Linked DNA regions of Mus musculus: all the other regions are linked to region 2. The links are chromatin contacts, called in public Hi-C and HiCAR-type maps. All regions are on one chromosome and are shown on one strand. The core of a region is the stretch at or near the end of the contact, and the rest is flanking DNA. Distances in the headings are between cores, read along the strand shown.

Region 1 (2,793 bases), core at 53-2,552, 350 kb after region 2:
ACTAGAACCAAATGCCACAGACAGGAGAGCTCACTGTTGCATGCATTTGTTTATAAATAGCATGTTTGTGCTCGGCTAAATCAGCTATGTATTAGTCAGATTACCATAATAAAGTGACATAGGAAAGACTGTTTAAAGAGAAAAAACAAACAAACAAACAAACAAATAAACAAACAAACTTCTTGCCCACAGTTCTGGAGGTGCGAACTAGAAGGTAAGGCGCTAGCATTGTTGAGCTCTGGTGAGGGCTTTCTGTCCTGCATCTTCCCCTCACTGTGCCCTCCTATGGCATAGAGAGAACGGGAGAGAGTGAGGATGTGAGTGTGGGAGAGCTTTCTGTTCTCTCTCTCTCTCTCACACACACACACACACACACACTTGTGCATATATGCACATGTTCATGTGTGCTTGTAGAGGCCAGAGATTGGCATCAGGATGCTTCCTCAGCTGCTCTACACATTGTTTGTTTGTTTGTTTGTTTTGAGGCAAGTTTTCTTGGTGAATTTGGAGCTCACAGGTTCCATTAGGTTCTCAAGAGGTGAAGGTGAGACACAACTCCCAGCATCTCAGGATTCCAGGTCTGCAGCACGACATCCGGCATGGGTGTGGGAATATGAGATCAAGCTCTCGTGCTTGCAAGAGGAGTGTGTGACTACATCCTCCCTCCCTGTGATCTGTTTTCAGACAATGTGTAAACCTTCCGTGAAGTCCTTCATGGCCTCCTATAATCATCATTACTTCTTAGAATTGCCGTCTCTGACTCTCAGCATGCTGGAGCTTGGGGATTCTACTCATGAATTTTTGAAGGACACAGATGCTCGGCTCAGAACAAGCTCACTGCCTCAGAATACTTTTTTCACATTAAATTTTACTTTGCTACAGAGCAACGTCCAAGTTATTCCTTATGGGGTAACATCTACGTGCCAGGGAATTTTGGCGCTCAGTGTGTTTCTGTTGATTATAATTACTTTCAAACCTTTAGCTTATAGGGACAGCAACAAAAGAATAAATAAGTTGTTTCTTACCACACTATGTCTTTAGAAATACATTCTATTTTTGCATAATGGTGATAACCAATTTTGTAATGCACAGGAGAATATGGTTTCAAAGGTCATTTTAAGGGTGAGAAAATGTTACTTTCACATAGTAAGGTCAAGCTGTCAAGCGCTGCCACTAGCTTATGAATATTAGTTACCTTATACACGAAAACTTACGGTAAGTGGCCTGAAATAAGGTCATTATACCCTGCCGCTTTCACCACCTTCTCCTTTTCTCTGTAACAAGTGCTCACTATTACAGGAAGAATGCCGGCCTTTTCTTTGCAGCTTTGCAGAGCTTTAAGAAAGTGTGGGTCTTAATCACACTCTCCTTTTCTTGCCTGCACTTCTGACTTCTCTAAATTGGCAGCAGAATTTTAAGTCCATCTCCTCTGAGATAGCATCGCTCTTTAACCTTGGATAGTTTAAAAGTCTCTGCCCCGGCATTTCTGGGTACTTTCCCACTCCGATCCTTTATTCTCATGTCAAGGACAAGTTGACTTGAGCCAAAAAACCAAAATTAGAGCAGAGGCCTTACTCTATTTCCAGATCAGCTAAACCAATTAATACAATTTAATTAGAACTTATTTTCTTTCTCTTCTGCAGAAGGGTCTTGGGGTACAGCTGAGTCTTCAGTGTGCAGCTCCAAATTCACTTAACTCTTACTGGGACATTTTAAAACTTAGGCACACAGTGTGTCTGTCTTGACTTTAAATTTCCTGTGCGGTTCTCTGGTAAACTGCCACTTGGAACCCTGTTTTCTTTTTGAAAGAGGAGAGTTGCTTTTCCTTTTGCTCGGAGGAAGCAGAGGCTCACAGGGACATGCATCTTCAATAAGCTATTTATATTGCTGCATCTCGATTCACTTCAATGGAAGCATGTATCTCTGATATCACCAGCCGTGTCCTCTCATCACATCAGAACCACACTTCCACTTTGCTGTTATTTTAAGTAAAGATTCACAGTGCCGATGACTGCCTTTTTCCACCCTATGATACTTACCTTGGACATTTCTGCAAGCTTGCCATACCATGTTGGTAAGATAATCCTCTTATACATTTGCATGCACATACACATTTTAGATAGCAAAATAATCGCAAAAATTCTATATAGAGTATTTGTAAAATCATTCACTGCCAAGGGAAATCCAGTGAGGAAGCCTCCCTCTTCTCTTGATTCCCATTTGTGCTTTGGCTTCCTTAAGGCCTCATCTTAGGTTCTGCCTGCTGTGGAAGCCTTTTCAGTATGTATCCTTAATCTACACAGCTCTGATTTACTTTGCTGCTCTCTTTGGTACTCGCTTGCCCTTCCAGGGTCTCTGAAATCTTGATCGAAACAAGAGAGCTCGAAAAGATGCTTTAGTTTAACTCAGAACTGTGCAATCTGCAATCGACAAGAACCCTCAGAAGCTTACCCCAGAAGAGTATTTAACTCATGTCAAAGTGGCCAGGCAGGCAGATGAAGCTGAGGTGACATCCAGGGGAACAAACAGCACAGGACTCCCCTGTCCATGGGTCATCCCTGCCAGCATCAGTGAGTGGCCTTTAACCCATGGCTACAGGACAACTTCAGAAATGTTCCAAGCCATATTCCAGGCCAGAAATGGCGAGAGTTACGAGAAAATACCAAAGCCTGTGGCAGAAGCGTCTGTGTTACTTCTGAAACTCTTCCAGGAGAGCCTGCGCGGTGATTTCTGCACGCCTTGTTTAGTTACAGCTGAGTACTAGGGCACTCTTGGAGGGCGAATAGTTTTCTT
Region 2 (2,700 bases), core at 158-2,657:
ACCTGATCCCATTCTCCAGGAAGGGACCTCCATGGCCCAATCACCTTCTCGAGGTCCCACCTTTTACTATGGTCAGCGTTAGAGGCTGGAATGACACATATAAACCTTAGTATTCCATCCATGCTCCTCCACATTAATGTCTCACATACAAGATGCATTTATTCCATCTTAACATCTCCCCAAGGCCTTAACCCAACTCACTGTAGCAACTAACTACTCAAAAGCTTCCTTCCGCATCAGGGTATCATCTAGCTGAGCAAAGGAGGAGACGCAAGGCACCATCCACCCGAGGTGACCCTGGTTGTGGTCTTGAACTACAAGAAGCAAGAGGTTTGGGAGAGATAGGCTTCCAAGCTTGGGCTTGCTAGGCAACCAGTCCACCCCATGGATAAATTCCATGTCCAGTGAAAGACTCCATCTCTGAAAGAAGGTAGAGAGCCATGTAGGAGATAGCTGTTGTCCTCTGGCTTCCCCCACATATGTGCGCATACACCCTCCAATGAGTACACATAAATACATACATCTACACACAAAGAGGGAAGAAAGATGCACAGCCACCTTTAGGAAGTGTCATGCAAACTTCTGAAGGTACCGGAGAGAGCCTTTTGCTACCGAAAGACTTGTCTTTCCTCCACTGGAAAATGGGTTTTAATAACCAGCTTTATCATTTCCCTAGTACATAACCACTGATAGACCCTTAACCTTGATTGGTTTGTTTCCTTATCTTTAAATTCTGTCTCTATACAATATATATATTTTTTTCTTCTCAGATAAGGTCTTGTTTTGTAACCCAGCACGGGTTGAAATTTGCAGACGTCCTGCCTCTGCCTCGCTTCTATGATAGCGTGCGTGCTGTGCTCAGGTTAGAAAAAAAAAGTTAAGATCTAATAAAGTCAAATATTTTGTGCTTTCTGATCTATAGCTGAATGGAAGTCTTGGTATTTAGTACTTCTTAGTTCTAATTTCTTAATCGCTAGAGAGCAACTCATGGTGGCTATCTTGGGTGACTCCTTCCTAGGTACGGTGCAGCGGATGCTCAGGAGGAGACAGCCTGAGTGGGTGAGTGGATGGGTAGGGTGGTTTTGATTGTGGTGATGGACTTTTCAAGTAAAGTAGGGAGTTCTTTATTGTTTTAAATTTGTTCCCTACTTGCTGGCAGAGCAGCTCTTCAAGATGGAGCGAGTGCTGCAGTTAGGATTACCCAATCCTCGATGTTTGAAGGCTGCTAAGCAGGGCAAAGGTCTGAGGGGAAGAGGGCTTTTTCTAAGCAGGTAATGTGAGCAGAGCATGCTTGTGAAGAGCCTCTCAGCCGAAGGATTTCAGTAGCCACCTCCTTCCCTGACCGGGCTGGCTTGGGTTTGCATGGGTTGGAAACTCTGTTGAGTGTTTTTGGTTTCAGTTTTGTCAGAGCTCTCGCTGACACCGGCAGGCTGGGCTGGGAGTCTGACTGGGAAAAGCTACTTGACAGTCAGGTTGGAACAAAGCACATGCTGGCTTCTTGCAGAGGATGTGGGGCTTGTTGACTGGAAGCCTGCCTGCCAGAACAAGATCCTTCTGCGCACACCAGAAACAATCTGCCATTGTCTCAAGGGATAAAACAGTGCCAATAAAACATGAACGCTCCAGCCAAGAGGAGGAGAGCCGCGTTAACTGCTTCATTTCTGAAAGGAATTGTGGGAAAGGGGAGGCTGAGCAAAACTCGTCTCCTTGTTTTTCATCTTTCACATTTGACATCATACAGATGTGGTTCCCAAAGCCCACCACAGGCCCACTTACAGGGAGTAAATGAACACCCCCCCACCCCACACACACACCTTGCTATTCTGGGGGTTTTAGTGCTGCCGGGGAATGGCCCCTGTGGCCTCTCTTATGTTGGCCTTGGCTCCAGATGCTATTACCTCAGAGAAACTGCCAGAGGGGTAAGGCGGTAGAGTGTGCATAACTCTCAGGACAGCTTAAGGGTTGGGAATGCATGTCCTCAGAGGAAATGGGGGGAAGTGGAGGAGGAGAAAAATCCTAAGAGAGGTGACTGATTGAGGTTATAGAAGCTTTTATCTTAATTTTGCCTGTGTTCTCCCCTTGTCTCTGATGAGAACCAATAAAGGAGTATTAGTGGAATTGAGGTTGTGACTAAACTCCTTCAGTTTGCTTGGCATAATGACTTGCAGACTGTACTCTGATTCTCTTCACTCTATGACCAATCCCTTCTCTAAACTTCTTGCTTGTGCACAACTCAAACTTCAAGCACTGTGCAATAGTTCAAGACTTCACGAGTGTGGGAAAAGCTGGGCTTCATGAAAACAGTTATGAAGGTGTAAGGAAGTGCACCTATGGACTGGGTGCGGTGCTATATGCTATGCCTGTGGTCTCAGCAGTTGGGAGGTAGGGCCTGGATGATCAGGAACTCAAGTTTATCCTCGAACTTATACAGCTACATAGTGAGTTTGAGTCCAGCCTGGGCTACAAAGACCCTGTTTTAATAAACCAAACCAAGCCAAACCAGACCAAACCAATTGAAGAAGCACAGTTGTGGCCAATTCCATAGAAGGGCTTGGGGAGACGAATTGATGGGTCAATTGCTTGCTTCACAGCACCAGGATACGATTTTGGATCCCTACTGCCCCTGTATAATGCCAAGTGTGGTGGTGGTGGTTTGGTCAGCGCTTGGTAAAAGCTTTGCTTGGCTTCTCTGCATGGTTT
Region 3 (2,700 bases), core at 8-2,507, 490 kb after region 2:
GACATAGCTCCTCTAAGGAGGCCAAACCTGCTAATCCTCCCGGAACCGTTCCACCAAGAGAGAATCAAGTCTCCAAGCATATGAGCTTACAAATGCCATGCTTACCCAAGCCAGCACCACCAGTATTCCAGAGTTTGGTTAATGTAACTAGTTTACCTACCCATATTAATGTCTATTTTATAATTTAAATTCATTCAGCTGAACATGTATCCCAATATCTGAGTGTTTCTAGATGAACATTCCTCATAAGACTTATGGCAGAAAAAAAAATGGCAAAACAAACAAGATTTGCAGTTAATGGAAATAAGATTTTCAAAGACTTAAATAGTAACTGTTTATGTGCATATTAGAAAAAAATCTGTGAGAGAGGAATTTATAGTCTGTAGTTTCACTACTGTGAATATTCATAGCTATAATCTGATAGAGTTTTAAAACATTCACACCGGAATCACAGGTGTGTTTATAAAGTCATTAGAGGCAAAATAATGGAATATTTAAGCTAAAACTGAAGCGTCTATCATTATCTTATTTTTATCTAACACAAGTTCATGGCTTTTAAAAATGATAATTTTTAGTATTTAATGTTTAAATCTGAGATACTCATAAACATGGTGGAAATATTCTCATTAAACATTATAATGTAGTTTAAAGATTTAGAATAGAATACTTTGATTAAAGAGACAATACTTGTGCTAGTTTTACTTAAAGGAAAAGTTGTGTTTAAGATGATACCACGTTCCGTTAAAGGGCTCAAGAACTCAGCTGGATTTTGTCAGGAATATTAGCTTTTCCCACAGGTATTCGGGCCGTTTGCACATCACATTTGTTTAAAATTGTTGTTTAAATATAAGTTATTAAATCATAGGATGAGATGAAGGCATCAAATGTGGTTCTACATATTTTGGGGAGGAAGAACAGTAGAAATTGGGTATAGGTTTTTACCTACTGTCTGAAAAGGCAATGGAATTATGTTATCTTTTAAGTGAATGTGTGTGCATTAGTTCTCTCTCTCTTTCTCTCTCTCTGTCACACACACACACACACACACACACACACACACACACACACACACACAGTGGAGTTAAAAGAGAGAAAAAAAGAGTAAAAGTTCACTGTAACCTGGTGATTTATTGGGGAAGGCTCAGCAAGCTCACATAAAAACTGAAGCGGGGAAGTGGTCGGACATTGGGTCAAATCCCCATTCACATGTTGCGTAATAAAGGGCTGACTGCACCCTTTCAGGCTTGCCTCTACTCAGAGACAATGGCAACTGCAGAGCAAGACTAATAACAGGATTTAGCATAAATCCACCACAGGAAGTGAACAGTGGTAGTGGCAAATAATTAGCCAGGAAACATTCTACAGGAGCGCCGGGACGCATCCGTGAACTCTCCGACTCTCAGTCCGCTTCGGATCATGAAAATATCAGTAGTTCTCAGCGATCGTTAATTTTTGGGTGTTTGTTGTAAGATGGCTTTTCCCCCCACCCCCACCCCCCTTTTTTTTTTCTTTTCACAAGCGGGCCTGATTTTTCGTGTCCTAATTTAGCAGCCACAGCCCAGGGGTTTGGAGGCTCAAGGGAGGGGTTTAGAACGTTCTCTTTTTCTCTCCTGCCGATGCTTTTTTTTTTTTTTATTGCAAGGTGGATAGTGTTTATTTTGCACGGCTAACAAGTGAGTTCAAAGCAATAACACTCCTCTTGAACTCCTGCCAGAATCCCGGAGCTGAAGCTCCCCTGCGTGGCAGAGCTGACCTATGCTCTCAAAGCCTAATTAATTTGCAGAGGAATGTCAAAATGACAGGTCCACCACCTGCTTCACTTGACACTTAAAAGGAAAGCTAAGTGGGAGTGTAAAAGGAAGGAGAGGTGTCCAAAGCAGCTCTCCTGTGCATGCCCTGATTTCTGAGACCCTGAAGCACGTTGCTGGGAGTCTCCATTTCCACATTCTGAGCTCTTCATTTCTGTCCGTGTTTGAAAAAGTGCTAGTAAATGGTCACGCCATTGTATTAGGGCCAATGCTGCCACTGGACGTGGCTTTGAAGTTCTTTCTGTCAAATACCTATCTGATTTTGTCATCTCAGAGCAGCCAGCAGAGACTCTTGTTTTCTCCTTTTAACTCCTTAAAACCCACTTTCTCCAAAGCCAAGAGAACAGGCATGAACTGTGGCTGGAGACCAACTGTCATATCAAAATCCTAAACTGAACGTTAAAAACTATAATTCTGGACATTCAGTCCAGCTCATCTGAGAGGTATCTCTGTTATATGAAGTCACAAAATCAGGAAAGAGCAGATGAAGGTCTCCAGCGTCGTATCGACTGATTTCATAATACAGTAATGAGGGTTTTTTTTTAAGACTTCTAATAAAAACATAACTCTGGAGCTGGGCGTGGTGGCCTACAGTCTTAATCCCAGCACTTGGGGAGCTGAGGCAGTATGAAGTGGGGGGGTCAGAATACCAAGCTTTAGTTCAGCTTGAGCCACCTAGCAGGATCCTGTCTCAAAATAATAACCCACTTATTAATTACTTAGGTGACATTGGTATATTGCTCTCAGTAAGTCACCCACAAGTCAGATTCCCAGGCCTTGACCTTAGATCTTTAATATTGCTCCCAACCTTGCTGTGTCTTACGTAAGTTAACTCCTTCAGACTCTGGTGAACAGAAATCTTATCTTCAAACACTGTCTGTCTTTTATGCAT

Evidence for each region. Hi-C and Micro-C count contacts between places; a contact is called where the count stands out from the background. HiCAR-type assays count read pairs that join an accessible place to other places.
Region 1: a HiCAR-type map of astrocytes shows a contact between it and region 2, with 2.1 times the contacts expected there. The contact joins two enhancer-like sites. A contact is called at or near these places in 6 of 39 promoter capture datasets (the 3T3-L1 cell line, 3T3-L1-derived adipocytes, cranial neural crest and 2 more), 7 of 484 Hi-C or Micro-C datasets (the C2C12 cell line, adipose-derived mesenchymal stem cells, cerebral cortex and 4 more), 1 of 115 datasets of contacts at active chromatin or transcription factors (astrocytes) and 1 of 9 other capture datasets (embryonic stem cells).
Region 3: a contact with region 2 is called in a Hi-C map of neural stem cells, with 2.5 times the contacts expected there. The contact joins two enhancer-like sites. A contact is called at or near these places in 9 of 39 promoter capture datasets (the 3T3-L1 cell line, 3T3-L1-derived adipocytes, the HPC-7 cell line and 6 more), 6 of 484 Hi-C or Micro-C datasets (the HL-1 cell line, adipose-derived mesenchymal stem cells, common lymphoid progenitors and 2 more) and 3 of 115 datasets of contacts at active chromatin or transcription factors (astrocytes, craniofacial prominence and embryonic stem cells).

The regions. Positions count from the first base shown.
Region 1 is chr14:105,675,354-105,678,146 of GRCm38.p6, forward strand. No RefSeq gene overlaps it. Among named protein-coding and RNA genes, the nearest start is that of Gm6145, 33 kb to the left of the region's middle. Within about 2 kb of position 1,303, at least 58 of the 459 cell types and tissues checked have an H3K27ac peak or open chromatin away from gene starts, as enhancers often do. A contact at or near this core is called in the C2C12 cell line, astrocytes and cerebral cortex, where this site is marked.
Region 2 is chr14:105,327,229-105,329,928 of GRCm38.p6, forward strand. No RefSeq gene overlaps it. Among named protein-coding and RNA genes, the nearest start is that of Gm24207, 52 kb to the left of the region's middle. Within about 2 kb of position 1,408, at least 217 of the 459 cell types and tissues checked have an H3K27ac peak or open chromatin away from gene starts, as enhancers often do. A contact at or near this core is called in the C2C12 cell line, astrocytes, cerebral cortex and 1 more, where this site is marked.
Region 3 is chr14:105,814,209-105,816,908 of GRCm38.p6, forward strand. No RefSeq gene overlaps it. Among named protein-coding and RNA genes, the nearest start is that of Gm41239, 7.2 kb to the right of the region's middle. Within about 2 kb of position 1,258, at least 62 of the 459 cell types and tissues checked have an H3K27ac peak or open chromatin away from gene starts, as enhancers often do. A contact at or near this core is called in astrocytes and neural stem cells, where this site is marked.